Linked DNA regions of Mus musculus: regions 2, 3, 4, 5, 6 and 7 are each linked to region 1. A link is a contact called in public promoter capture Hi-C data. All regions are on one chromosome and are shown on one strand. Each heading gives the region's core, a stretch centred on a gene start, on an enhancer-like site or on the middle of the called end of the contact. The rest is flanking DNA. Distances are from core to core; before and after follow the strand shown.

Region 1 (3,923 bases), core at 405-2,904:
CATCACCGCTGTCCCCAGTTAGTTCCTGGCTATTAGCCTTGTAGCTAAGTTTTAACCAATGTTCAGGGCTCTCTGGCAATTGAAGGACAGTTTAGTCCTCTGAAAACTGCCTGGTCTCTGGTTTGTTTCCTTGTTTAGGTAGATTTACAAGAGTTCAAGGTTTGCTCTGACCATTTAAAGTTGAGGTGGGGGGCTGGAGAGATGGCTCAGCAGATAAGAGCCCTGACTATTCTTCCAGAGGTCATGAGTTCAAATCCCAGCAACCACATGGTGGCTCACAACTATCTGTAATGAGATCTGATCCCCTCTTCTGGGGGTGTCTGAAGATAGCTACAGTGTACTTACATATAATAAATAAATAGGCCAAAGCGATCTGGGCCCAAGCGGGCTGGAAACAATAAATAAATAAAAAAATAAAGTTGAGGTGGTTTGTAAGATAAGGAAATGAGAGTTCTGGAGTCTAAGTATTTTCTTTCTTTTTTTTTTAAGATTTATTTATTTATTATATCTAAGTATACTGTAGCTATCTTCAGACACTACAGAAGAGGGAGTCAGATCTCATTACAGATGGTTGTGAGCCACCATGTGGTTGCTGGGATTTGAACTCCAGACCTTCGGAAGAGCAGTCGGGTGCTCTTACCCACTGAGACATCTCACCAGCCCCTCTAATTATTTTCTAATTACAGCTGTTGGTCTATATGACTTTGGGCAAACTATTCTGCCTCTTTGGACTTCAGTTTATTCCTTCATAAACTGCTACATGACAGATGTCATTAAAACTAGCGGTCATTTATTTTCCTTTTGCCTTGTTGCTTTTTTTTCCCCCCATTACCTTCTGCCTCAAGAGGGGAGAGGAGGAACCTTTTGTCCTGTACTGTATGCAAACTGGTCTTAAAAGGAAGGGACAATTCTCTCCCTTTGGTCACCCAAGTGCGGAGCCGTCAGCTGTGAAACACTACCTCCCACAGACACTCAAAAGGGAATGGGGGTGGGATGGGGAGGTCTCATGAAGTTCATTTTGGCCCTGAACTTGCAGAGAACGACCCTGAGCCCCAAGTGGGATTACAGTGGAGGCTGGAATTACAGGCTTTTAATGTAAAGATATTTCAAAGCCTTGTGTTTTCTCTGAGAAAAAGTGAAGGTAACTTTTAAGGCCTAAAGCCAAGGAGGGGGGTGGAGATCAAGGAAGTGCAAAAAAGGAGAAGGAGGAGTAGGAGGAGGAGTATGAGGAGGAGGAGGAGGAGGAGGAGGAGGAGGAGGGGGAGGAGGAGGAGGAGGAGGAATCAACTAGGATGAACAGCACAGCCGGCTGGCTGGGACACCGGGACTGTAAGTGATGATCAGGAACGTATAGCCGGGCCGGGAGCCAGAAAGAACTTGAATCTGCTGGACTAGGAAGAGTGTTTCCAAAAGGGAGAAACTAGCCTGAGGTAGGGGTGTGACCATGGTGATGTCGAACCTGCTGAAAGAAACTGGGCGTGGCTCGGGCTGCAGGTGAGGGGCGTGACCAGGACAGGTGGGCGTGGCCAAGAAGAAATGGGCACGCGGGGCGAGGCCGGGACCCACATGAGGGGCCTGGGCTGCTGCGACGGAGAAGTGGGCGGGAAGGCGGGATGGGCGGGGAGGAGGCCATCCTTGCGGGAGAGGCGGGCTGGGCGGCTGGGAGGACCCAGGGACGGAAGAGGGTGGCCGTAGGCCGGGCCCCGCCTCGGGGCCGCCTCCCAGCGGGTTCCTTTTGCCTTGACTGCCTCCGAGGCTGTGGCGGCAGTGGCCGCCGGGCGCGCGTAAGATGGCGACTGCAGCAGCGGAAACCCTGGGCCTCCTGTGGGGTTGGCTGTGGAGCGAGAGCTTCTGGCTGCCTCAGAACGTGAGCTGGGCGGACCTGGAGGGCCCGGGCGACGGCTACGGCTACCCGCGCGCCCAGCACGTGCTGTCGGTGTTCCCGCTGGCAGTGTGCATCTTCTCCGTGAGGATGCTGTTTGAGCGGTGAGCGTTGCTGCGCGGGGCCGGGGATGGCGGGGGGTAGGGGCGGGACGCCTGGGCCGGAGACCGAGGGCCGGAAGCCGAGGCGGCGGGGCGGGGGAGCCGGGGAGCCCGGGCCGCGGCGGGGATGCTCGGAGCCCGGCGACGCGCCCCTGGAGCCTGCGTGCGCGCAGACCGCGCGAGTCTAGGGTGTGGGCGAGTGAGAGAGAATCGAGGGGAGTGCTGGGCCTCAGAAGTGCAGATCACAGAGTCGCATGGAGCTCTCGAAGGCTGCCTCCCAATCTCCAGGAACCCAAGAGTGAGTCGTGCTCCCGCAGTGCCCGGCGAGAGGAACGGGAAGGGCCTGGGAGAACCAGAATTAGCTGGGGTCCTGGAAGCTTGTGGGTTCAGTGCAAGCGCCAGAGCTTCCGAGCGACGTAGGTGGATGCATGAGATGTAATGTTTGCTAAAGTTACTTTACTTCTGGGGTTTGAAACAACAGGATCAGTTAGGCCCCAAGCCCTGATTTGTTAGCGCGTGAACGTGTTAGTATGACAGCAGACGTCTGGCTAGGATAGGGTGTGGTGAAGCCTGAGGCTTCCAACATTTGGGGAAGGTGTCAAGAGGAACTGCTGAACGGGCCTTGGAAGCCTGAGATGGGAGAAGTGGTCATTTTGAAGGCGATGGAGCCTGAGACTTTATTGGAAACAGCTTTGTGAACCAGCTTCTAAGGTGGTAGTATTCACAACATACTTTGCCCAGCTACATGCTCTGGGCAGAAGATCCCCCCCACCCCACCCCCACCCCGTTCTTCAAAGGGCTAGTCTTATCTGCTGCCAAAAAGACACTGTTCTTCAAGGATCTGATGCGATCTGTAATGAGGATCAATCATAGCTGTGTTTTTGATAAAGCTTACTCAAACTCCAAGGAAGTACTTTCCTCGTAGGCAGAGACGCCTTCTGTAAAAACCTTATCTAGAACAAACACGACACTGATGCCAGAATTCCTTTTCTAGTGTGGAGATGTGGTTAGACAAAATAATCCATTACTCAGAAGTATCTGTTTTGGATTACTTCTTTGATTTGTCTACAAGGGTTTTTTTTCTTATATCCAGCTAGTCACTAATCTGTATTTAGTAATACTATTTATCTCTTCTAAAAGTGCTATGCCAGACACTCAGATGCAAAAAGTAAATATATAATAAATAGATTAAGTGAAACTCAAAGTCTTTTCTGGGCCCCCAAGAATTTACAGTTTTTCAAGATAACCATCATTATCTTAAGTATCCCTGAGGTGGAGGTGGAGGTGCAGGCTTAGGAGAAAACTGGATCCTGCTATTCTCTTCCATAGTGAGGGCTGAAAATGAAATGCAAGAACTATCAAGAAAAGAGACAATCCAATACACTTTTCCATTGTCATAAGAATAGTCTTTGTTTCTCATACAGATATATAACAAGCTTTGTGACTTACCTCTGCTATCGGCATACACACACACACACACACACACAGAGTATATATTCCAATTCTAAAGGGTTCCCCCAGATGGCTGGAGACTATTCCCTGGAGGAGTCACTGGAAAGGATCCTTCCCCTATGGGAATTCTGTCTGCATGTTTCTATGGTACTCCAGTGTCAAGGGGATGAACAGGCATTCTTTCTAATGTGATATTTCTTATCCAGTAAGGACAAGCAGCTTGTTTGTTTAGTGTGTGATCTTAGGAAAAGTTAACCCTAGAAACAATCTTGCTATTTTGTTTCCCTTGAAGACCAGCTATCTCAGAAAGTGCTTGGAATTGACTGCTGTTCTGTGTGCTGTCTTCCATAAAGGAAACAGAAGCTATTCTTAAAGTACAGTAAAAGCCTGTCTAAGGGGTTGGAGAGATGGCTCAGCCATTAAGAACTGTGCCAGAAAACTGTGCCTTCCAGTGTACCTGCTGAGTTTCATTCTGAACACTCACATGG
Region 2 (3,923 bases), core at 685-3,184, 990 kb before region 1:
TTCCTTTATGTAGTTTTTGTTGTTGTTTGGTTTTGGGTTGTTTTTTTTTTTTTTTTTTTTTGAAACAGGGTCTCATGATGTAGTCTATGCTGACCTCAAACACACAATCCTCCTGCCTCAGGAGGACTAGGACTACAGTGTTTTGTTTGGTTGACTTTGGGAAGCAGGGAAGGTAGAGTGTTTGTTCTGGCATGAAGACCTGAATCCAGACTCCCAGGACCCGTGTTAAAGCATACCAGCATTCGGGGCGGGTGAGAGGACCTCACCATAGGCTGATCCCAAGGGCTCATGGCCAGCTGATGTTCAGTGTAAGAACATGTATGAATAAATAAGGTGAATACCAGATATCAAACTCTGGCCAGCCACCACATGAGTGCTCGGGCACACACACACACACACACACAGGCATCCACACACAATTCTTACTTCTAGCCAGGGTATGGCTCAGTGGTAGAGCCTTTGCATAGCAAGTAGAAGGCAGTCCATCCCCAGAACCGCCAAAGGCAAAAAAACCAACCAACCAAACAAACAAAAACGCTAATTCTCCTTTTCTACCAGCTGGAAGAGGCAAGAGCATGGCCTATTTTTGCTCACTGTCTCCCAAACAAAGGTTGACTATAACATAGCATGTCATAAGATCAGATGGGGAAAGGTTTTCCAAGATCTTAGATCTATTTTTGTGACTGGCAAGCAAAGGCTACTTGCCGGGAAGAGGGGCAGGGTGTGTCATGCCCACTTCATTCACCACATGCAGGAAGTTCTCCATGCCTCCTCCCAGAACCCACTCCTGATGTCAACATGGCATTTGCTTCCAAGACCCGCCACCCTTCCTGCTTCGGTACTAGTCTCCGGCTCAGCTCCCTTCCCTCCTTCAAACCCTCTTGGCACAGCAGTAACCACACCTGATCGGGTTTCACAAGAAAGCCGGTGTGAGAATTCAAAAAGCTACTACTCACTGGATATCACACAATAAACTGTGTTTCACGGAGTCCTTAAAACAGCCTTGTGAAGTAAACCGTACACATATTTCCATTTTAATAGATGGGGAAACCGAGGTTCCAAGAGACAGGTAGCTTACTCAGATCGCGAAGCCTATGAGAAGCAGGTTGGAACCTGTACCCACTGACCCTTCACACCTAGTCCAATGCTTCCTAACATTAGCCGCCCCTGTTGTTCTAGGTAAGGCTGGTGGTGTCGGCGCTGTTGACACCTCACGGCTCCCCTGGTTCATGTGCATCCATACCCAGAACTTGTCAGCTGTCTGGGCAGCACGGAGGGATCCACAAAGCCGGCTACATTCTCAGGGCTGTTCCCAGCCTCCCGGTCTTTGCAAGGTTTCCTCTGAGTCACTGAGGAAACAGAGTCAAAACACAAAGACCCGCGCAAGGTCCCTGGATTCCCTCTCGTCCACCTACAGCATAACTAGGCAAGGCCAGAAGCCGGTGTGGGCCGCCAACCGGGACCCGCGGACAGAGGTCACTGCTCCGGGACACCGGGCAGCCGGCGACGCAGGGGATGCTGCAGTGCCGGCGGCTCCGGGCTCGGCCCAAGGTCACCCTCCCCGGCCACCCGGAGCGCCCCCTGGCGTCCCGTGCGGGCCTCCCCCCTGCCCTCGGGGACACGCCTGGAACCCCGGCTGGGGCAGGAGCGGGGCGGTGGGCAGAACACCGAGGCTGAGCCGGGGAGGAGCGGGAGGCGGGGCCCACCTGATAGCTGAGGACGCCGTCCGGCTCGTTGCTCCCGGCGGGCATGGCCGGGCGGAGCCTGGTCTCGCCGGTAGGTTCCAGGTTGAGCTGCAGCAGTCCGCGCCCTGTAGTCCAGTGTGAGACGATCGCACGCGCAGCGACCCCTACCCTGGATCCAAGGATCGGTCAACCATCAACCGGCGCCACCTTCATAGCCATCAGCCCGCGAGGCGCCCGCAGCAGCCAATCAGAGGGCGCCCCGAGCAGCCAATCAGCGCGCGGAGCACGGGAGGACGCTGTCCGGCGGTACCCTGGGCTACCAGGAAGAAGGGAGGAGGGCGCCAGAGAGCCAACCCCCTCCCCGCGCCGGTTGCCTTAGAAACCGCCTCCCCCCTTAGGGGGCCTCCGGGCTCCGAGGTCCTTCCTACTGCTTGCTAGGAACTGAAAATCCCTGCCTCTGTTTGCAGCTGCACCTGACTCTTGGGAAAGTGTCAGGTTTACCTGTTCTGATTTTATTCCTCGGAAGATGGGTTTTAAATTAATAGAAAATTTCCCTCCGAAACCAAGATGGCAGGAGGAAGTAATGAGAAGAGAGAGCCTTCTAAAATTACTTTTAACCCTTGAGTTAGTGGCCAGATTGAAGAGCGTTAGAGAGCAGCAGACAGGAAGCAGTCAAAGAGGCTGAGACTCGGGTCTCCCCAGTCTAAGACTGACAGCAGACAGTGGGGGTTGAGCTGAGGGTGATTTCAACGTGTCCAAAAGACATACTGTAAGACGAATTATTGTTCAGCAGCGGAACTAACCGATCTGAGGCGAGGTTGGAAAGTGAGGAGTAAGGCATTCGACTTGATCTGAGTTTAAAAGGAAACAGAGTAGGTTAACCATCCGTAGCTTGAGAGAAAGAAAGGGGCCTTTGTCTTCTGTCTCCTGAGAGTGGAGGTGAGTCCAAGCCATTGAGGGGAAAGGGATCGTGGCAATCAATCTCAGCCTCTGCCAAAACTGCAGAAAGGAGCATGACCCAGTACATGTCAAAGTTCAACCCTTATGGTGGTGCAGGCTCATCTAGCCCTCAGGAGGCTGAGGCAGGATAGCAGCAAGTTCAAGCCTGCCTAGACTTCCTGGTTAGACCTTATCTCACACAAAAATATTTTTTTTCAATCTCCACATATCATCAGTACACACTGTAATCAAAATAAGAAACAAGATTGGGCCTTAATGTCTCTGGAGCTGGGGAAATGGCTCGGTCTAAAAAGTTCTTACCATATAAGTGTGAGGAGCAGAGTTCAATCCGCAGCACCTAGGAAAACTGGGTCTGGAGGCAAAAGCTTGTGATCTCAGTGCTGGGGAAGGTAGAGACGGCAGAGTCCCCGGAGCTTGCCAGCCAGCCTCAGTCTCAACCAATCCATGATGAGCTGCAGACTTGGTGGGAGATTCTGTCAGAGAGTGCTGGAGAGACAGCTCAGCAGCTAAGGGAACTTGTTGCTGTTCTAGAGGACCTGGGTTGGGTTCCGGGTCCTCCATGGAGGCTCATAACCATCCAGAATGCCAGTCCCAGGGAATTTTTTCATCTCTTCTGAGCTCCTCAGGTGCAAGAAATAAATGTAGCACACAGACATAGATGCAGGCAGAACACCAATGCACATTAGAAAAAAAAAAAAATAGCCTCGCAGTGGTGGCACACACCTTTAATCCCAGCACTTGGGAGGCAGAGACAGGCGGGTTTCTGAGTTTGAGGCAGCCTGGTCTACAAAGTGAGTTCCAGGACAGCCAGGGCTACACAGAGAAACCCTGTCTTGAAACAACACAACAACAACAACAACAACAACAACAACAACAACAATAGTGGAGAGCTATTGAGGAAGGTGTCTGCCATCAAACTCTGGCCTCCACATGCATACTTATACATGAGTACACACATAAATGTGCACATGTACACACTCACACACGCATGTGCATGCATGCACATCATTTTTTAAATAAGATTTAAGTATGTGATTACACTGTCGCTGTCTTCAGACACACACCAGAAGAGGGCATCAGATCCCATTACAGGTGGTTGTGAGCCACCGTGTGGTTGCTTGGATTTGAACTCAGGACCTCTGGAAGAGCAGTCAGTGCTCATAACCCCAGAGCCATCTCTCCAGCCATCACTCACATCATTATTTTTGATCATCTATAAAAGGAACCTTGCCTGGTTATCATCTCACAACGTTTTTTCTTTCTATGCCTTTGTACTCC
Region 3 (3,923 bases), core at 786-3,285, 940 kb after region 1:
GATCTCGCTCTCCTGTTTTCCCAGCCTCATCCCGAGCCCATCTGCCCTCCAGCCCCTGGACGGGGTGTGGGGGGTAGGGTGAGGGCTATCCCTGAGCGGCGTGCCCATACCCAGTGAGGCCGGGTGTGGTCCAGAGCTCTCACTTGCCCTCAGTCACCAAACTGCTGCTGGTCTGGTGGGAATGGGTGGTGATGTGGGGGTGGGGAGCTTAGTGTCAGCGCGGGGAGGGTGGGGGGTATTTATCTATTTATACATGGGATTGTACATAGTCTTGTGGGGCATGGGGGAGCCGGCCGGAGGTGAGAGCCCTCCCCTCTCCCCCTACCCCCGGGGAGAGCAAATGTAAAACTACTAATTTTTGTGCTTTATATATTCTATATAAATATATCTATTTTCTTTTTACAAAACCAGTTTATAAATGGTAGGGGGGTGTGGGGCGGACACATGGAGCTCCCCTTGTGGGGGGGCCCCCTCCATTACCCAACCTACCGCCCTTTCCTCCCCCCCCCTCCCCACCCCCTGGCTGTGACTGCTGTAAGGTGGGGGTATAGAGAGAAGCTGGGTGATTCTTACCCGGGTTGTATAGTTGGACTATGTTATAACGCACAAAGTGAGCTGGCCCCAGGGGGAGCCAGAGGGTGATGGTGCCCTTATCTTCCTTTCCCTTCCTTTCCCCCCCCAAGCTTGTGCTGCAGACGAACCTCTTCCTGCGGGTAGCGGTAGGGTAGAGGGTGTGTGAGGCCTCAGACCCCTCTCTGGTGGAGCGAGGGGATGAAATGACGCTTCTATGCAGTTCTCTCCTAGGGGCTGTGGGCAGAGGGCATTTTGTAATTACTATTTTCAAGAATCAGATTATCTGGATTGTAGAGATGGGCTGGATGGTGGCAAATGGGCAGGCCTGCTGGAGGGGTAGGGCGGTTGCTGTTGTGATTTTAGGTTTTTGTTTTGTTTTAAATTTGGGGGATTGTGGATTGATGGGGGTAGGGAGATTTTTGGGTTTTTTTTTTTTTTTTTTTTTTTTTTCTGGCCTTTTTTTTTTCTTTTCTTTTCTTTTTTTTTTTTTTAAAGCTGCTTCCTCAACTGTTTCAAGCTGCAAATGTTTGAGAATAACAACTCCCCCACACTCCCACGGAAACCATTGTAATTAGACTAGACAGTGGGAACCTGGGCTTGCTGTCCCCAAAGCCACAGAGCTGAACGGTCTAGGCATTAGGTGGGGGAGATGGTCTCCTGTGAGTCAGGCTCTGGTTGGGGTTTGGGCCCTAGAACTGGGAAAGGAGAAGGGGCAGACTTTGTAAGCATATGCTAGGTATCCGATAGTCCTGTAGAATTTAGTGAAGAAACCTTATACAGTTTTTAATTTTTATATAAACTATAACTCAGACCCACGCTACAAGGTTGGAATTTTGGTTGTTGTTGGTTTTTTTTTTTTTTTTAAAGTACCCTGCCTGTATAATTGCATCAGAATCCCACCCCCAACCCCGCCCCCTGTGTTTGTATTTTGGGTTGGTTTACACTTGCACTCAATTTTCAGTTTCTCCCTTTTTACCTTCTACCTTCACCTCCAGGACCCTCCCCCTTTAAAAAAAAATAAATCGCTGACAAGTGTGAACCCGTGAAGAACTTTCTTTTGTGTTGTGTGTATCCTGTACAGCAAGGTTGGTCCTTCGTGACAACGGATGAAATGGTTCCCTTTTTTAAAGCGCTCTCTCTTCCTCCACCCCCAGCGCCCCTGTCCTTGGCATGTTTTGTATCAGCGATCATTCTGAACTGTACATAATTTATGTTGCGAGAGGCAAAGGGCAAGTTTTGGATTTTGCTTCTTCAAAGTTTGTTTTTAAACGATAAATAAAAAAAGAACATTTTAAATACAAGTGCCTCTGTCCCATGACCCTCGCCGTTGGCCAGATCTTAAGGTCCTGGAGAGCTGGGAGAGGAAGGTTACCCAATAAACCAGGCTCAGCCACCGCCGGAAGGGTGGGTTCCCCGCCTTCCGCCCTGCGGCTGGGGTCTGACGTAGGCGGAAGTGGTGCGCGGCACCGGATGTGGGGCGGGGTCTGGCGCCAGGGAGCTTTCCAAGCTGAGGAACTGGCGGGCGCTAGCAATGGAGTCGGTGAGTGGCGCAGGAGGGCGGCGGGGGGCGCTGTGGAGCCGGAGACCCCCCGCTAGGAGCCGGGGAAGGCCGGCCCGGCTTGGCGCTGGAGTCCGGGACTCCCCTTCCTCTGCTCGGGTGGGCGCCTCTCCTAGGTCTGGGCCACACCCGTGCCCGCCCGCCCGCCCGCCCGCCAGGGGTCCGCGGTACCCTGAGAGATAGGGAGCGGGTTGTGAGCTTGGAGCCCCCTGCCCATGAGTGCCTCAAGTCCTTTCCGAAGTTTGCATGAGAGCGGGGTTGTGATCCCGCGTATTAGGTGAGCGAGCCCGGCTTGCAGGGAGCTCCAGGACCCCGTTTGTGCGATTGCTTAAGCAATTGTTGGCATCCTGCGAGGTTCCATTCCTTTACTAAGCCCGAGAATTGAATTTTCCGCGAAGGAAGGAATCCAGGAGGCCACTGTGTCCCCTGGACAAGTTTAGGTCGTGTCCTGATCAGTGACGCTGTGCATGCGTGTTGACAGCTCGTTCTTGGCGAGCACCGTCGGCTCGGCTCTTTACAGATGCGGTAGGTTTATCTGCTACTTACTTGTTTGACCGACCTCATTCGCAGGAGCTTTCTCTGCCACTCCGAAGGCCCTCCCATCGACTTCCTGCTCCGTAGTTTTTAACCGAGTATCTTCTGAGGGCAGCTTGGGGTTTGTCTTCCCCCACCATATATCCATGTAATACTTGCAGGTTCGCTCTTCTTAGAATTGCGTTTTCTTTGAGTCAGTTACTTGGCCTGGAGTAAATTCTCTCCCCCTCCCCCCCCCCCCGCCCCTTTGTGTGCAGAGGAATAGTGTAACTTAGTTTATAAAGAAGGAAGGATAAAGTGGTAAAATGGTATGCAGGTGGTCCTCTAACCAAGGATTTTGTTTTTCTACAGAGAAAGCATTCTCAGCAAAAGTAGTTTGATTACATTAAATTTAAAACAACACGTTTCTAACTTGTAAATGTATTATTTACATTATAAGTGAACTGTGAGTATATAGTTCTAAAGCAACTTTTCTCTATATTTACGAATTTAGCCCTTTGCTTTATATATACTGGAGTACAGAGAGACAGAGATGAGAGGTACCGGGAAGGCTGTTAGTTAAGGTAGACTGTAGTAAGTACTGTCCTTAGGGCTTTTTTTTTTTCCCCTCCCCTGAGACAGGGTTTCTCTGGGTAGCCCTGGCAGCTGTCCTGGAACTCACTCTGTAGACCAGGCTGGCCTCAGAACTCAGAAATCCGCCTGCCTCTGCCTTCAAGTGCTGGGATTAAAGGTGTCCTTAGGATACAGACACCTGACTAAAGGAAGGAGAAATTACAGTGAGCCTAGGAGCAGAGTTCAGCCCATGGCTCAGTAGTGTTGAAACTAGATTTTGATGATAGTGTAAGAAAAGGTGGCTAAAACCAAGTTGGAAGTCTCTCTCTCTCTCTCTCTCTCTCTCTCTCTCTCTGAGACAGGGTCTCAGTAGGTAGCTCAGATGGTCTGCACAGTGTGGCTATGAGCCATCACTCGCTTGGGCTGTGGGCTTTTATAGTAAGGGGGCCAGTGGGAGATTTATGAGCAAGGCAGGCGGTGTGCTTGAGAATATTCTTAACAGCTTTCTGTGAATAGACGAAACCACTTCAGAAAGGAAGTTTTGTTTTGTTTGGTTTTTCTTTTATTTTGAAGTGTAAGAGAGAGAGAGATAGACAGAGACAAAGAGTGAGTGAGAGTTGGAGTGGGGAGGTGCATGGAAGGAATGCAGAGGCAAAGGACCATTTTCTGGAGTTGTTTTCTTTCTACCCTAATGTAGATTTGGGGA
Region 4 (3,923 bases), core at 406-2,905, 830 kb before region 1:
ACCTGGCAGTTGCCAGATAACTGTGGAGTGGAGCTTAGACAGTACACTAACAGTATGTGTTGTGTGTGTGCCTATATGTGTGAATGTGTGTGTGTTCGAGGATGAGCGGGTGTGCATGTGTTTGCGTGTGTGTACGCTCGTGGGGAATGTGTGGGGTGTGTCTCTGAGCATATGTGGGGCTGTGTAGGGTGTCTGGGGGAATGTATCTCTGTGTGGTGTGTGTGTGTGTGTGTGTGTGTGTGTGTGTGTGTGAGAGAGAGAGAGAGAGAGAGAGAGAGAGAGAGAGAGAGAGACTTTGTTGTTCAGGCTGCATCCTAATTCACAGGTTCATTCGGTTTGCTGCCTCTCCAGCAGCCGGTCCTACAGGTGGGACGGTGCCCGGCTCAGGCTACCTCTGTTTGTAAAACTAAACTGTATCGTTTGCCTAGACCGCAAATGGATGGACGCGCTGGGATAAAACCCCAAGCTTTCTGGTTCTTGACCCTTTAGTTAGTCTCACCCGCAGTGCCTCCTCCATGGCCCCAGGAAAACAGCGGACAGCCCAGCTCTGCGGCACCAGTAGCCAGCATGATGCAGGCAGCCTGGAGTGTACCTGTTGGTCAAACCCAGCCGATGCTGCTCCCCTCTCCTCCTGAGTGTGTGCTTCCACTGGAGACGTTTAAGGGACTGTCTGGCAAGGGCTCTACAGTTCATCATTTCTCCTATTGCTGCTTCTGCACGGCCTACCGAGATCATCCTAGACCACGGAAGCACGGGTGTGGGGTGAGGGCGAAGAGGGAAACACTGTTGGGAATCCACTTGGCTGCGTTGATAACGCTCTTCTCTGGTGACTCCCTTCATTCTTTCTCGCTCTCCTGGTCTTCCTTCTTTTGTCCATTATGTCCCAAACCTTCGTTCCCCTGGCCCCTAATCGGCCTCTGAGTCTCCCTCTACCTTCAAAAGTCAGTAGATATAACAAACCCTCCCCACCATCACGGTCCCCAAAACAGTGGCTTGTTTTTCTCCATCGCGTCAAACTTTGCCTTTCTTTTCACACCTTCGTGTGCTGCTTGACTAGCCCGCAGGCTGCAGGTGGGACCCCGCCCCTCCTGAAGGTGGGAAAGCGAGCTAGCTCAGCAGAGCGTCCGGGACCCTGGTCCCTCTGGGATGTGCACAGCTGCTCCGGAGACCCTGAGCCTTAGTGACGTCCGAGTTCCCTCTCCTTTACGGCCTAGAGGACAGACGTGAACTTGAGGTTGGCCGTTGAGAAGGGCAGTTGACCACCAGAGAGTCACGGTTGTCACTGCTCAATCCTCGGCTGAAGGGAAGGCGACACGGGGTCCCCTATCGAGACTCCAGTCCTGCTCTCCAAGGGGGCTGAGTCAAGCGGCCCCACAGGCCCTGGGTCCCAGTCCCCGCGAGGCCTGGGGTTCCTACCCACCCCCACGCGCAGCTCGCAGCTTCCCAGACCCCCCCTCCTTTTCCTGACCGCCGCCCCCGGCGGCTGGCGCGGGAGGTGCAGCATGCGGCAAAGCGCTTTGCATAAATTATGCTCATGACGCAGCAGCTAAAAAAATCCAAGTAGCAGAAGGAGGGAAAGGGGGGGAGGGAGGAGGGGGCGAGGAGGGGACTGCACCTGGCCGCCCCCGCCCCCGGCGTCCCGGCCCGTGCGTGGCCCGCAACCCACCGCCGCTCCGCTCTGCCAGCCCCGGCGGGGGGCTCAGGGGGCGGCGGGTCCCGAGTGGCTCCGGGCCGAGCGAGCCGGGCCGAGCCGCTCCGGCTTCTTTGTCTGCGGGCGGCCGCCCCGGCCGCGGCCCCCTGGCCCGGGCTGGGGGATGAGTGTCTAGCCGGTGGCCGCTGGGCAGCCGGGGAGCGGGAGGCTGGGCTTCGGGCTCCGGTGAGTAGCGGGGTCCGGGGCGGGGAGGGCTTTGCACGGAGGGGGAGGGGGCCGGGCAGGGGAGGTTTCGAATTTGGTTAATATGCAATGCCCGTAATTAGCATAATTTATATATTTATGATAAAGAGAGAAAAAGGCGCGGGGCCGGGGCGGCGGGCTGCGGCCCCGGAGGCTGGAGCTCTGGGAGTCGAGGGCCGCGCTCTGCCCACCTGGGGCCGCAGACCCCGGGCCGCACCCTGGTCTCCGGTCCCCGCGGACACTCGAGGAGGGGCGGCCGCTTGGGTGGACGCCCTGCCCTGGTGGGGGGCGGGGTGTCGGGGAGAGGCACGTAGAGTCCTGGATCCCGGGACGCTTGGGTTCCCTGGCGACCTGTCACCGCTACTCCGGAGAAAGGGCTGGTGGGACTCTGGGGGGCAGAGACCTCGCTGTCACTGGAAGGATGGGGGAATGGTGGGAGGGTCACCGTCGATCAGAGCGTGAGCACTTCATAAATATTTAATGACAGTATTAGTATTAATAATGTCATAAAACGGGCCCACTATCTCCTCCCGGGACATTTGCACCTGGCAAGGCTGAGGGATCTCCAGAGTGGCTTCTAAGCCACTTCAGCGCTAAGATCGCCTCCTCGGGCTTGGGTGGGAAGCCTGAAACCTTTACAGAGTAGTCGCTGCAGCTGGGCAGGAGAAAATGAAAGCCTGCTCAAAAGCTTCCCTAGGCCAAAGACAGGAAGCTCCTAGCAGACACAGAGACTGTAGCCTGTTGGCTCCCTGGCATTCCTTGCTCACAAAATAGAAGGCGGGGCCCCCAGTTCCATGCATATATACCCGTCGCTTTGGTAATCTACGACAGTCAACACTGCAAACCGGCATGCTGGGCGTGTATTCCGTTTTGATTGAAGTTTGTGAGCAGGATATTTCTGTGACTCGGGGGCCTCTTTACATATGTAAAGCAGAATCACATTCATTCCTTCTATGGTACTTCAATAAAAAAAAATCAGTGTGCGAGAGCCGCACTCAGACAAAGCCCCACCTGTCCTGGAAGGAGCAAGACAAACAAACTCGGAAAAAAACAAAAAAAAAAAAATCAGATCAGGTAAAGCCAGAGAGAGAGAAACAGAGAAGACACGCTGGTTTCTGTTTCTTCCTAGAGGCACTAACTATTTGGCAACTAAGAAAAGTAAAACTGTTGATGCACAGCTGTAACCCCAGCAGCCAGGTGTGAAACTGCAGCCGGAGGATCAAAGACTAAAGCTTGATAGTGAGACTGGGCCTTAAAAACTCAAGGCAAACAAAACAAAACCCCAAGCCAAACACCCATTTCTATAAATGTAAAACAAAAAGGGGCACTTGCGGTTTGATGGCTCAGCAGCAGGTAAAGGCATTGGCTGCCAAGCCTGACACTCTTAAGTGTGGCCCTTGAACCTTGAGAAGTAGAGAACAAACTCCTGCAAGTTGTCTGCTCTTCGAACACAAGCTATGTGAGTGCACCATGGCACTCGGGTGCGCCCCCCACACACACAGACACACACACTAAGTAATAAATGTCAAGAGGAAGGAGAAGGGGGAAGGAGGAGGAGGAAGAGAAGAAGAAGAAGAAGAAGAAGAAGAAGAAGAAGAAGAAGAAGAAGAAGAAGAAGAAGAGGAGGAGGAGGAGGAGGAGGAGGAGGAGGAGGAGGAGGAGGAGGAGGAGGAGAAGAAGAAGAAGAAGAAGAAGAAGAAGAAGAAGAAGAAGAAGAAGAAGAAGAAGAAGAAGAAGAAGAGGAGGAAGAAGAAGAAGAAGAAGAAGAAGAAGAAGAAGAAGAAGAAGAAGAAGAAGAAGAAGAAGAAGAAGAAGAAGAAGAAGAAGAAGAAGAAGCAAAGAAAGAAGCCAGGCGGTGGTGGCACACATCTTTGATCCCAGCACTTCAGAGGCAGAAGCAGGTGGATCTCTGAGTTTGAGGCCAGCCTGGTCTATATACAAAGAACCTCTGATCCCCTAAAACAAACCGAAAAACATAACAAACAAACAAAAAAAAAAAAAAAAAAAAAAGGAAAGGAAGAAAATAATC
Region 5 (3,923 bases), core at 358-2,857, 790 kb after region 1:
GGCCTCGAGCCTTGTCACATTCCACAAACACTTGGCCCATCTGCTGTCTGACTGATTTTCAGACCAGAAGTCACATGTGGCTTCAGCTCTTGACAGCTGAAGTTGTCTTCTTGTGGAATTGGAATTTCAGTTTGGGACTGGTTGGGATGAGTTCACACACACACACCCTAAAATCAGGTTCTGTGGGTTAGAGAAAGCTCTCTGAGCCAGGAGGGATAGGCGGACATTTTAGAAACAACACAGGCTTATTTGTTGGAAACTGCCCCCAAATCAGGCTTGTTTCATGTCTAGTACTGCTCATTGCTCGTGTGTGTTTTGGTTCCTACTAAATTTCATCTGCCCGCTAAGTATCCGCTTGTATTGTGTTTAGAACAATGGAATATTTGTGTGCTTCTGTGAGAGCTACACAGCAGGAGACTGGCTGCCCGCAGCTGCCCCAGCCCTCAGACAGCCCTGAGACCAGCCTGGTTAGCCCTCCTGGAGACCCTTCAAAGGCTCCCTTTCACATTCGAGGCTCAGCTAGAACAAATAAGCAGATGTCACCGGCTTATCTTTACGTTTGTAAGTTTAAAAAAAAAAGTTGATAAAATTTTTCATAATATTTGAAAAAAATATTAATATTCACAAATTGTGAATATTCATAATTCTGCCTTGTGTTGGTTGATGGCAGCTACCCCTACAGTGGGCATTAGCAAAGCTTTTAATCTCGGGGTTCGAAGTTCCCAAAATATGTTACCTCATATTTTAAAGAACCTCGATTTAAAAATCATAAGCGCTTTTGGGGACAAGATCTGTTTTGCACTTCATATTTTCCACACATACGTCGAGGCTTTAGACATGCAGCAGATATCCATGGAGTTCATGAGTATTAGCTAGATGCTCTGGCACACGATGGTAATCCCAGCACTCAGGAGGCAGAAGCAGGAGGTTCAGGAGTTCAAAGACAGCTCCCACCCCCACCCCCACCCCCATCCTTGAAGGTCTCAAAAGAAATAAAGCAACTAAGAAAAGCATTAAAGAGACAGCGAATGTGAGCTCATGCCAAGTTTAGGCCACACCATCGGCACAGTACAATAACGCAACATCATTTACTCCAAAAATACCCTAAGTGCTTTCCAGTCATAGATTATCTCATTTAGAAACTCAGGCTGCGGGGCTGGAGAGATGGCTCAGCGGTTGAGAGCACTGACTGCTCTTCCAGAGGACCTGATTTCAAATCCCAGCAACCACATGGTGGCTCACAACCATCTGTAAAGGGACCTGGTGTTTCTGAAGACAGCTACAGTGTACTCATATAAATAAAATATATAAATTAAAAAAAGAAAGAAAGAAACTCAGGCCGCGTCACAGGTGCGGCTGTGAGGGTTAAAGGGGGCTGCACTTGGAAAAGACCAGATGTCACTATCACCCTTTTTTTTTTTTTTTTTGGTTTTTCTGTATAGCCCTGGCTATCACCCTATTTTATATGTGACAAAGCTCACTCACACAAGAAACACCGCTAATCAACAGTCTTCCCGGCTGGCATTCTCCAGTTTTGTTACTGTTGTTTCTGTTTTGTTTTGGACAGAGTCTCCCGGTGTGGGACAGACTGGCTTCTTCAGTCTCCCAAGGGTTTGGGTCACAGCTGTGCATCCCCGTGTCCATCCTCCGGGACTTTCCAGGCTACCAACCACACCCATAGCTCCATTCCTTAACCACCCTCCCTCGAGCCACAGTGACGTGCTTCCTCTGAAAGACCATCCCAGAAGTGAAAGCGCTCAGTACACCAGGTTTGCGATTCGTTCCCTGGGCTACCTCACTTCGTGTTTACAACATCGCCTTTGTGAGTCGGCCACTAATACCTCAGGTGTAAGGAATAAAGGACTGGAGAGTGGGGGTTAACCACCCGGAGGCAGGGGGCTAACGATAAACGGTGAGAACACAGCGCGCCTGCGCTGGGTCTCTGCGCTTACCGTGCTGCTATGGGCCGCCTGCTTCTCTAGTTCCTCTGTGTTGTTAGTAACACTCCAGTCAGCCATAACGCGTGTGCCTGTTTCAACCCGCCCCGTGAATACAAACCCAGTTAGATGTTGGCTTGTGCCATGAAGTCATTTCAAGAGCTGAGTGAAAACAAGGGAAAGGTTCTGATGCTAGCCGCATCAGCTGGGAGGAAGAGGCAGAAACGTTTAAAAGGAGCTCCACAGGGCACAGAGAGGAAAAGGACAGACAAGTCAAACAGAAAATACAGCATGGCGCGGTTCCTGTTTCTAAAAGTCACACAAAACAAATGACACACTTATACACATACATCCGTGAAGACCGAAGGAGAAATGTTGGTAACATTGGCTCTCTGGACCGGGGCCTGGCTTAAAGTGACAGAGTAGTGACATTTTATAAGATAGTTTATTAACATAATGGGTATGTAAGAGAAAGAAGAACTGGGCGGGGGCAGAGACGTTGTCAGAAAATAAAAGATCAGAATAAATAAATCTAATAAACATTTAAAAAAAAGAAAAAGAAAATAAAAGATTACCCCCTTGCTGTAAAGGTTGTGGCAGGAACACACTAGGCTAAAGCCACTGGTCTGTGTCCATAGAGACAGACAGATGTCGGCTTAACCTCTCATCGTGAATTCGATGGTTTTCAATATTTAATATTTCTTACTTCTACCAAAAAGGTTCTCACATTGTGGCTCTCGGAACTGGACCAGCCTGGGCGGGGGAGGGGAGGTATCGGCTGTGTTTCTTTGTGTTGTTGGACTAATTTCCTTATCTACCAAGAGGAGAGGCTAGAAAGAGACAGGCTCCAGAGAGTGGTGTGAGGATTAAATGAGAGAATAAATGGACAATAACTCAGGCCACAGGGACATGTGGGCCCCAGCCCTCCCACTTCACCTGATCTCTAACTTTATCTTTAAGATAATTAAATGTCCCTCTCTGAGAACTTTTGTTGTTCATTACTAATGGCCTACATCAACGCCAAATTAAACGAATAAAGCCTTGGAAATTTGGTATAATAGCTTGACAGACAGGCTTCATGGATTTGAAGCTTTACATTGTGCAAATGTATCTTTCTAAGCATTAATAGTATGGTTCATCTATTAATTTTAAGAAATATATTTTACCGGATTTAAAAAATAATACATCTCTCTTCCCTGAGACATTCAATTTTTTTTTTTTTTTTGAGAAGTCAAATTTTTGATGTGAGAGACCAATCACCCAGATCAGAGAGGCCATTTAAAGTACAAATCAGCCGGGCGTGGTGGCACACGCCAGGGGCAGGCAGATTTCTGAGTTCGAGGCCAGCCTGATCTATAGAGTGAGTTCCAGGACAGCCAGGGCTACACAGAGAAACCCTGTCTCAAAAACCTCAAAAAAACAACAAACCAAAAACCAAAAAAAAAGTACAAATCAAAAACGTAAATAGTTTTGCATCTTACAGCGTGTTTATTTACGACCCCAATAAAACTTAAGACGCTTGTGAAATTTCAGTAATGAAACCCATAAGCCTTGTATAAAGAGGATTTCAAAGATAGAGAAATGCTAGTGTCACTGGTATAACTTAATACAAGAGAAGAAGTGAGAGCCCACTCATAACATTAACAGCAATAAGAGCATGCACACACCCCTATGGTCAACAGCACACACAAAGCCCCTTGGTGATCAGCAGACACACAGCGCCACGTCCAAGGTTACACATGACGTAACCTTCTTCTGTTTCAACCTCACCTGCGGAACAAACCGGAGCTCTCTCAGGCCTTTGTTGGATGTGCGTGAATTTTAAAAAGCGAAGAGACCTGAAGATTTGCGGTGCAGTAGATAAGAATCCAGGGAGAGACGTTTTACACTCTGAGTGAAGGCAAGGTTTGAGCTGAAGGACTGTCCCCAAGCACACGAACCACATCCCCCTGAGGTCCTCCCATCCTTAACCGGGGCTGTCAGCTC
Region 6 (3,923 bases), core at 723-3,222, 740 kb after region 1:
TGTGGTTGCTGGGATTTGAATTCAGAACCTTTGGAAGAGCAGTTGGTGCTCTTAGCTGAGCCATCTCTCCAGCCTTTCTTTTAAATTTCTATTGTCAGCTGACCAGGTGCAGGCTAGGTAAATGGTCTCTCAAATAGTTAAAACTTATTTAGCAGGGAGGTTCCTTTTACCGAAATTATTCACTCTGTAGCCCGCTCTAGCCTGGGACTCACTAGGGACTAAGGAGCCCCAAACTCATGATGAGCAATCCCCCTCCCTGTCTCAGCCTCCAAAGTCTAGAGAACTAGCCACTCTCCTCCAAGCCGGGCTGAGTTCCTGGTAACTTTGTTTGCTTTTGAGACCGGGTCTCATTGTGCTGGCTGACCAGAACTCAGAAGATACTCCTGCCGCTGCCTCCAGAGCCCAGGGTTTGATAGCCTCACCCATTTTTTTCTTGAAAACTGAACTAATACATTGTTAACCAGGTGAATAACCCTAGCTCTTGGGTAGTGGAGACAGAAGGATCTTGGTTTTAGTTGAAGGTCATGTTTGGCCACATAATGATTTCAAGACTGGCATGAGCATAAGACACTCAAAAACCAAAGTGCAAGCCAAGTGGTTTGCCTTTCATCTCAGCTCAGGTAGCAGAGGCAGGCAGAGCTCTGAGTTCCAGACCATCCTGGTCTACAGGGTGAGTTCTATTACAGCCAGAGCTACAAAGAAACCCTTTATCGAAGGAAGGAAGGAAGGAAGGAAGGAAGGAAGGAAGGAAGGAAGGAAGGAGAGAGAGAGAGGGGGGGGAGAGGGGAAGGGAGAGAAAAAAACCCGCTGTTGGTAGTTTACTCTAGCTTTAAATTGAAAAAAAAATTTTTTACGGACATTTTTTCTTAACTGGGCTAAATATAAATATGCCGTTGAAGTAACACTAAAAACTAGGCTGGCTTAGGGGATCTGACGCCAATTATTCCCTCCTACGGAGGAGCTCGCCTTCTCAGGTGCACAGCTGCAGCTGGAAGGGCCGGGGACTGGCCACAGGTGACTCAGCAGCGAGTCACAGGGCGTGGAGACGGTGCCCGGAAGTATTTGCTCAGTCCTGTCCAGAGCGCACGAGGTCCTCTGGGCTATCCCAGCTGGGAGAGCGACATCATTTGAGGAAAATGGAGACCTTTGAGTTTCTCCAAACTCTCGTGATCATTGTGAAAGTTCCCTGCCTTTCCGGGAGCGACCGGCGGCCGAGACGGGATGCTCTCCCAGGAGGATCGAGACAGAGGATCGGGACGAGCCCTCCAGCCCAAAGCGACACTAGTTTAGTGGACTAGGCTCTCACACCCCAAACGCCAGAAGCCAGTCTAACTGGAGGCGGCCGTCGTGGGGCTATTGCAGGTATCGTCTCCCGGGCAGCCCTCAGCTCCCGCGGTCCCTTCAGACGACCTCGCCGCTACCCCAAAGCCATACTCACCATATTTAGTCCTTGAAGTGGTCCGCGAAAACTGAGGAAGTGAAAAAGGGTGACGAAGATCTCCCACTAACAGACTACCAAGGAGTCCGGGGGAGAAGCTGTGTAAGGTCCGCCTCCAGGACAGGGCTTATATACCCTGGCCGGGCCACGCGTCGGGAGGGCGGACACCGGACCCCGCCCCGGGCCGCAGCGAAGCCGATGATTGGCGGGTTCGAAAGTTCAAATCAAACTCCGTAGAAGGAGCTGGAAGTGGGAAGGGGAGGAGACACCCAGGGTCCACGCCAGGGCCAGGTGGGGCGGGGAAGAAGGTGGGGAAGGCGATTGGAAGTTGGAGGACAGCGAGATCTTTGTGGAGCTCTGGCCGGAAGAAAGTCCCAGGTAGAGAGGGGGGCGGCCTGGCTCAGCCACCGGGGACTCACAGCTGATCGCCGCCGCACTTGTGGCTCGGTCGCCCCACCCAGGCCTTGGAGCCCGGAAGAGTGAGCCAGAGAGGTGACCCGGGGCTGCCGGCAGGGTGGTGACTGCGACAGCTTCAGGGGGCCAAGATGGAAACGCCCAGTCAACTTGACGGCACAGTGGGAGGGGTGGAGCTGAAGTTAGCTCAAGCCAAAGCCGGTTACAACATCACCAGGGTTGCAGCCCCTGAAGGCAATCTTTCCTAACCTAGGTCTCAGTTGCCTCCAATGGGTCCTAAGCACCTTACTCTTTACTCCCGCCTTCTAGAAGGCTAGCCCTCTCCTCCTTCCTCCCTTCTCCCCACCCTTCCCCCAAGTCCTGAGGATATTTGCCAGAGCATCCCGAGCGCCCTTTTATTTTCGAAGGCAGAGTCTGCCTCAGCTCCTCTTTAAGCAAACATTCCGAGTCTTAAGAGCCTTAAGAGGCACAAAATTATTCGGCCCATTATGAGAGGAACTCGTAACTCCCCCCCGCCCCCCAAGATGGGTCCCCGCTGCAGTGCTCAAGCTAAACCCAGGCGATCCACACTAATTCCTTTCTCTGCGTCTGTGGGATGCAGAGTTCACTCTGTAGTACCACATTCTCTCTGGCCCAAGAGCCCGGGGGCTCCTCTCCTCATTTTACAGTCAAGAGGAGAGGAGAGTTCGGGAAACAAAGCAGGCAAGTGTCTCCACCGCGGGAGACGTTGGACTTCCCTGCCCCACTGCCCTGCACTAGACAGACTTGTCTGAACAACTCCGCAAAGCAGATTTCTCAGAAGTGCCATTCAGTCCTGCTGAGGAGATAGACAGATCCCTGGGAAAGTTTAAGGAACTGGAGTGGTGTGCTTGCTTGTCCTCTTCATACTAAGGAGAGAGAGACAGGAAGAGCCTGGAGCTCACAGGCCAGCTGCTCTTGCAGTATCAGAGTTCAGTGAGGAACCTTGTCTCAAAAAAAAAAAAAAAAAAAAAAAAAAAAAAGGTGGAGAGTCATAGAGGAAGACGGAACATATTGACCTCTGGCCTATGCACGTACACAGAATCTCTCTCTCTCTCTCTCTCTCTCTCTCTCTCTCTCACACACACACACACACACACACACACACACACACACACAAATTAAAAAGCCGCCCTTATTTGAATGTGATGATGCATACCTGTATTTCAGCAGGCAGGGGACAAGACTGGCAAATTTGATCCAGGCTACTTTGTTTCAAATAGAAAAGACTAGAATGCCAGGGATGGCTGTGAAAAGTGGTACAATACAGGCAGACAAGATGGCTCAGTGGTAAGGTCATTTGCCACCAAGCCCGAGGAACTTGGGAGTTTGACTCCCAGGACCTATCCAGTGTAAGGAGAGAACCAACTGTAACTGATTAAATTATCTAATCTTTATACCAATAAAGTACCAGAGGCTTAAACTATGGTAAAGACCTGCTAGCTCAGCAAGGCAACTTTCTTTTCTTTTCTTTTTTTTCTTAACTACATACAAAATATCTATTTACAAGCCTGATTCCACAACTAAACTGCTAGCTCTTTAGAAATTTCTTTCTGGGGCTGGAGAGATGGCTCAGTGGTTAAGAGCACTGACTGATCTTCCTAGAGGTCCTGAGTTCAAATCCCTGCAGCCACATGGTGTCTCTCAACTACCTGTAATGAGATCTAATGCCCTCTTCTGGTGCTGCCTGAAGACCGCTACAGTGTACTTAGATATAATAATAAATAAACCTCTTTTAGCTACAGTGTACTTAGATAAATAAATCTCTTTTTAAAAAAATAAATTTCTTTCTGAGTCAATCTACAGAGCTAGTCTACTTTTCTCTTGAGCTCCTCCAAACCGGAGAGGGCTTCTTAGCTCTCTTTCCTAGAATATTGTTTTACCTGTGTCCTGCCAGCTGTGTCTCTGTTTTCCTGTAAGTCAAAGAGAAAAATCCCTAGCCCTTACTTGGAGCTCCTTCCATAAAGAAGACTCTTCCAAGCAGAGAGAGAGAGAAGGGGAGATGGGAGAAAGAGAGTACTGGAGAGGGAAGAGGGAAGGGGAAAGGGGAAAT
Region 7 (3,923 bases), core at 485-2,984, 700 kb before region 1:
GAGCAGGACAAGGAATTTCTAAGGAAATGAGAATATATTTACATCTTCTGCTCTCTCTCGAGTGATGTCAGGATTTGTCTACCATAACATCCATCTGGATATTTAAGAGGTGGCAGTGACAATTTGTAAGAATTCATGCTCAAACCCTGACGGAAGAGAAGACATCCCAACTCACAGCGCAGCAGCGGACCCGGCACATTGCAATCTCACTGACTGTGACTAACGCAGAAGAGCAGATTCGGGCTTCTCAATGTTAGCGTTTACCTTTCATGAAGGTTGTGTATAAGGCATAGAAGCGGGGGAAATGACGCCCCAAGAAACGATGGTACGATCCGTTAATCGCTCTTGTCTTGGTCACCACGTAAGAAATCAAGTTCTTCACGTCCGCCTTCGGAGAAAGGTGAAGCTTTGAAGACCTACAACGAAGACCAAAGAGACTATCTGCGAAGGAGTAGAAGCCATTCGGTACGTAGGACCCCTCGGTAAACATACGGTTTCTGAGAGCGATTGCCAGAACTCTTCTGAAAACCCAAGCTCAGGGTTAGGGTTGGTATGAGAGGGGCAGATCATGCAGAAAGGTGTGAGCGTGGAGCGTGCGCAAAGCCTGCGGGGCCAGGAGAATGCAAGCTGAAGCCATGGAGAGATGGGAAGGGGAAGCTGAAAGATGAGCTCAGGATGTGCGGGGACAATCGGGTGGACACGGAGTACGGAGAGGGACAGGGACGGGCGTTCGGTGGGAATCCTGCATGGAAAAGCAAAACCCAGGGCCCAAGGCAGGGGATCCCGAGAGGCGGAGGCTGAGCCGCTGGAAGGGCTTCTACATCAAAAATGCTCTTCTTTCTCCAGGGCCCTCACCGAGGGGCTCGCCACGCAGGGCCAGAGCGGCCCAGCTGCAGCCTCCGGGTGACAAAGGGTCCAGGGGCGACAGTCGAACCCCACAGAGCAGCCCGAGCCCAGCACACCCTGGACAGCGCCATCTTCACAGCAGGGGAGGGAGCGCGGAGAGAGGTCGTCTCCGGGTCAGAGTGCGCCCCGCAGCACGCACGCGCCGCCCCTCCACGCCGACAGGCGGCTGCGAGCCGCCCCGCGCCCCCCGGGCGAGCCCGGGCGGGGACCCGGATTGGACGCGGCGACGCTTCCGCGCGCAGGACCGGAAGCGAGCCTCCCCGAGGGAGCGAGCGCCGGCCCAGCCTGAGGTCGCTATCGTGAGCCGAGGACGGCGTCTCCTTGAGGAACCCAGTGCCCTCGTCGGTCCCTGGGGGCTCGGGGCCGCGGGCGCTGCCCTTGACCTCTGTGGGAGCCCGGGGTCGTGGCCCCGATGGCGGCGGCGCGGGGTGGCGCTGCGCCCTCTAGTGGCGGCGGCCGGCAGGGCTCCGCCCTCCATCAATCTGGCGGCAGGTGTAGAACCCCTTTCCAACCCTCGCTTTCTGGTCCTCACGCGCCCTTGTCACGGAGTAGGTGCGCGGTGGATATTTTTTGGAGAAATGACTACTTGAAACTCGGAAGGGTTTCTAGGCGTCCAGCTGTCCGCGAGAGTCGACGGCCCTCTTGTGTCCATAGGCATTTTAACGGACGTGAAGCACGCTGAAGCCATGCGTCTGCAGTCAGGTTTAGTGTGGGGGACCTTGGACAGGTCACTTCGGTGAACTTCATGTGGGTTGTACCTGTGTTGCAGAATTCTGTGAAGATCGAAGGATGAAATGTTTGCATGTTTGCAAAAGCTCCCACGTCTGTAGAACATCTCCGTGTTTGGAGGGCTGGTGGTTTGAACAGTTGCAAAGCTGTTCTCTGCAAGAGGAGGTAGGTAGGTAGGATAGAAAATGACCAAAAGATGGGTTCTCTCGGTTCTCAGGTAGCTTCTAAGTCCCTCAACTACGGTGTCTCCGGCTCGCTAATAGAACTCCCAGGAGACACGAGCGCAGTCACAGACGGTTTTCTAACAGAAATGGAAAGGCACTGCCTGGGAGAACAAACTAAAGGGAGGGCATTTTGTGTAGTCCAGGGTGTGGGGGGGGGGGCGGGGGGGGGGAGGTCGTCCTGGGTAAAGTGCTGAGTAAGCTTAAGGACCTGAGTTCAATCCCTGACTCTAACGCCAAAAGCTGGGCACGGTGGTCTGTGCCTATGACCGCCTCCCCACCCCACCCCCAACACACCCACGTCCTGGCCTCTGTGCAGGGGAACCCGGAGCTTCTTTAGAGCTGAGACCCAGGCAGGAGGAGCCCTGGCACTTGCTAGCCAGCCAGTCTAGCCAAGTTAGCAAGTTACAGGGTTAGAGGGGACCCTGTCCAAAAAAAAAAAAAAAAGATATGTGCATATCCAACACCAGGCATGCGCAAACATGTACACAAACTACAAAAAGAAAAAATGTGATACGGATTCTACGGATTCATTTCCTCACATAGCTGCTGAGTATTTCTTCTTCCATTCCCCTTCCACTGACATACAGGTAACGAGTGTGTGTGCACACAAGCTCAGTCTCTGTCTGTCTCTCTCTGTCCAGCCCACAGTGCGTACATTTATAATCCCAGCACTGCAGTGGGGAAGGTGAGAGGTAGAAATAGGAAAATGTCCAGAATCTCGGAGGCCAGCTTGTCTGGAACGCCCTGCAGGGAAAAGAGACTGAGAAAAGACCCTTTCCCAAAGTGGCAGACAGGACAGACATCTCAGGTTGTCTTCTGACTGACGTGTGGCATTCATTATACATCCACTCGGACGAACCACACACGAATGCTCACATACATGCACAAAGATAAACATTTAAAAACAAACAGGACCGGAGCTCTTGACTCTAGCTGCATATGCATCAAAAGATGGCCTAGTCGGCCATCACTGGAAAGAGAGGCCCATTGGACACGCAAACTTTATATGCCCCAGTACAGGGGAACGCCAGGGCCATAAAAGGGGAGTGGGTGGGTAGGGGAGAGGGGGTGGGTGGCTATGGGGGACTTTTGGTATAGCATTGCAAATGTAAATGAGCGAAATACCTAATAAAAAATGGAAAAAAAAAAACAAACAGGAAATATACAGCTGCAGAGGTGGTGGCCAATGCTGAGCCGGCTGGGTTCGGGCTGGAACAATGTGTACGCACACAGATGAGTTGACCTGGAGAAGAACTGAAACTCTAGTTGTCGGAGTCAGAACAATTGAGAGGCCTTATAGACACTGGGAATCTATTCACTGATTCGAGGCTTTTAAAGTGAGAATGCCCACGGCTTTCCATAGTAAAGATGCAAGGAGATGAAGTGACAGGCATCGCCTGGGAGTTTATTAAAGAAAAATCTCTATTTCCCTATGTGGAACTGGATCTGCTTCAGTGTGTGAGCGTTTTGCTTATGCTTGTGCCTGTGTGTCAGAAGCAAGTGAGTTTCCTGGAGATGGCCCACGGTTTTTCATGGCCTGCAATGGGTGCTCTCTGAGATGCAGGGTCCTCAGAGACTTCAGCCCAGGATTGCTTCTTGCTGCTGAGATGCCTTTCCTGTCGCTGTTACATAGCCCAGTGATTCCTGGGCATCAGCCCACACTATTGATCAGGATCGATATGAACATGTGGTAATGCTGTGCAGACCCGAATTGATGATTTCATAATTCCTGATCATGATTTTATAGAATTCCTAAATTGAAATAAGTAATCGCACTCCTCTATAGAATACAAGCTGCAGATAGAGCTCTGTAAACCTTCATGTGTCCTGGGTGATTGCACTAGGAAAAGAAAGCAGGCTTGGAACAGATCTACAGTCAGGGAAAGCATTATGTCTAAGTGAGTTGTGAAACCACTGTCTGGCAACTAAAGGTCATAAACGGGGAATGGACAGTTTATTGTAGGTGCAAGGACAGAACATGAAATACTGACTGGCTCATCCATACAGAACTTCAAAGCTAATGAGACCTAAGGCAGACGATTCGTCTCTTGACAATGCCACCCC

Evidence for each region. Promoter capture Hi-C pulls out the DNA fragments that hold promoters and counts their contacts. Capture Hi-C pulls out chosen DNA fragments and counts their contacts.
Region 2: a contact with region 1 is called in a promoter capture Hi-C map of pre-B cells, with 3 times the contacts expected there. The contact joins the promoter of Slc4a8 here to the promoter of Cers5 in region 1. A contact is called at or near these places in 4 of 39 promoter capture datasets (the C10 cell line, hippocampal neurons, pre-B cells and 1 more).
Region 3: a promoter capture Hi-C map of liver shows a contact between it and region 1, with 2.9 times the contacts expected there. The contact joins the promoter of Prkag1 here to the promoter of Cers5 in region 1. A contact is called at or near these places in 2 of 39 promoter capture datasets (both in liver).
Region 4: a promoter capture Hi-C map of pre-B cells shows a contact between it and region 1, with 4 times the contacts expected there. The contact joins the promoter of Pou6f1 here to the promoter of Cers5 in region 1. A contact is called at or near these places in 1 of 39 promoter capture datasets (pre-B cells) and 1 of 115 datasets of contacts at active chromatin or transcription factors (microglia).
Region 5: a promoter capture Hi-C map of liver shows a contact between it and region 1, with 5 times the contacts expected there. The contact joins the promoter of 4930578M01Rik here to the promoter of Cers5 in region 1. A contact is called at or near these places in 2 of 39 promoter capture datasets (hippocampal neurons and liver).
Region 6: a contact with region 1 is called in a promoter capture Hi-C map of liver, with 4 times the contacts expected there. The contact joins the promoter of Tuba1c here to the promoter of Cers5 in region 1. A contact is called at or near these places in 2 of 39 promoter capture datasets (hippocampal neurons and liver) and 2 of 115 datasets of contacts at active chromatin or transcription factors (memory CD8 T cells and microglia).
Region 7: a contact with region 1 is called in a promoter capture Hi-C map of liver, with 3 times the contacts expected there. The contact joins the promoter of 5330439K02Rik here to the promoter of Cers5 in region 1. A contact is called at or near these places in 2 of 39 promoter capture datasets (frontonasal cranial neural crest and pre-B cells) and 1 of 9 other capture datasets (liver).

Annotation. Positions count from the first base shown.
Region 1 is chr15:99,770,246-99,774,168 of GRCm38.p6, reverse strand. Cers5 (ceramide synthase 5) reads left to right here and starts at 1,654. Exons shown (of 10, transcript NM_028015.2): 1 at 1,654-1,986. The coding sequence starts at 1,790.
Region 2 is chr15:100,759,758-100,763,680 of GRCm38.p6, reverse strand. Slc4a8 (solute carrier family 4 (anion exchanger), member 8) reads right to left here and starts at 1,934. Exons shown (of 25, transcript NM_021530.2): 1 at 1,707-1,934. The coding sequence starts at 1,751. Gm52175 (a long non-coding RNA gene) reads left to right here. Exons shown (of 3, transcript XR_003951485.1): 3 at 755-992.
Region 3 is chr15:98,829,620-98,833,542 of GRCm38.p6, reverse strand. Prkag1 (protein kinase, AMP-activated, gamma 1 non-catalytic subunit) reads left to right here and starts at 2,035. Exons shown (of 12, transcript NM_016781.2): 1 at 2,035-2,113. The coding sequence starts at 2,105. Kmt2d (lysine (K)-specific methyltransferase 2D) reads left to right here. Exons shown (of 55, transcript NM_001033276.3): 55 at 1-1,874.
Region 4 is chr15:100,597,716-100,601,638 of GRCm38.p6, reverse strand. Pou6f1 (POU domain, class 6, transcription factor 1) reads left to right here and starts at 1,655. Exons shown (of 11, transcript NM_001304965.1): 1 at 1,655-1,876.
Region 5 is chr15:98,983,649-98,987,571 of GRCm38.p6, reverse strand. 4930578M01Rik (RIKEN cDNA 4930578M01 gene) reads right to left here and starts at 1,607. Exons shown (of 4, transcript NR_045991.1): 1 at 1,486-1,607.
Region 6 is chr15:99,027,940-99,031,862 of GRCm38.p6, reverse strand. It overlaps Tuba1c (tubulin, alpha 1C), which reads right to left and starts at 1,972. Exons shown (of 4, transcript NM_009448.4): 1 at 1,439-1,972. The coding sequence starts at 1,441.
Region 7 is chr15:100,466,178-100,470,100 of GRCm38.p6, reverse strand. It overlaps 5330439K02Rik (a long non-coding RNA gene), which reads left to right and starts at 1,734. Exons shown (of 3, transcript XR_001781773.2): 1 at 1,734-1,800. It overlaps Letmd1 (LETM1 domain containing 1), which reads right to left and starts at 1,090. Exons shown (of 9, transcript NM_134093.3): 1 at 856-1,090; 2 at 265-416. The coding sequence starts at 977.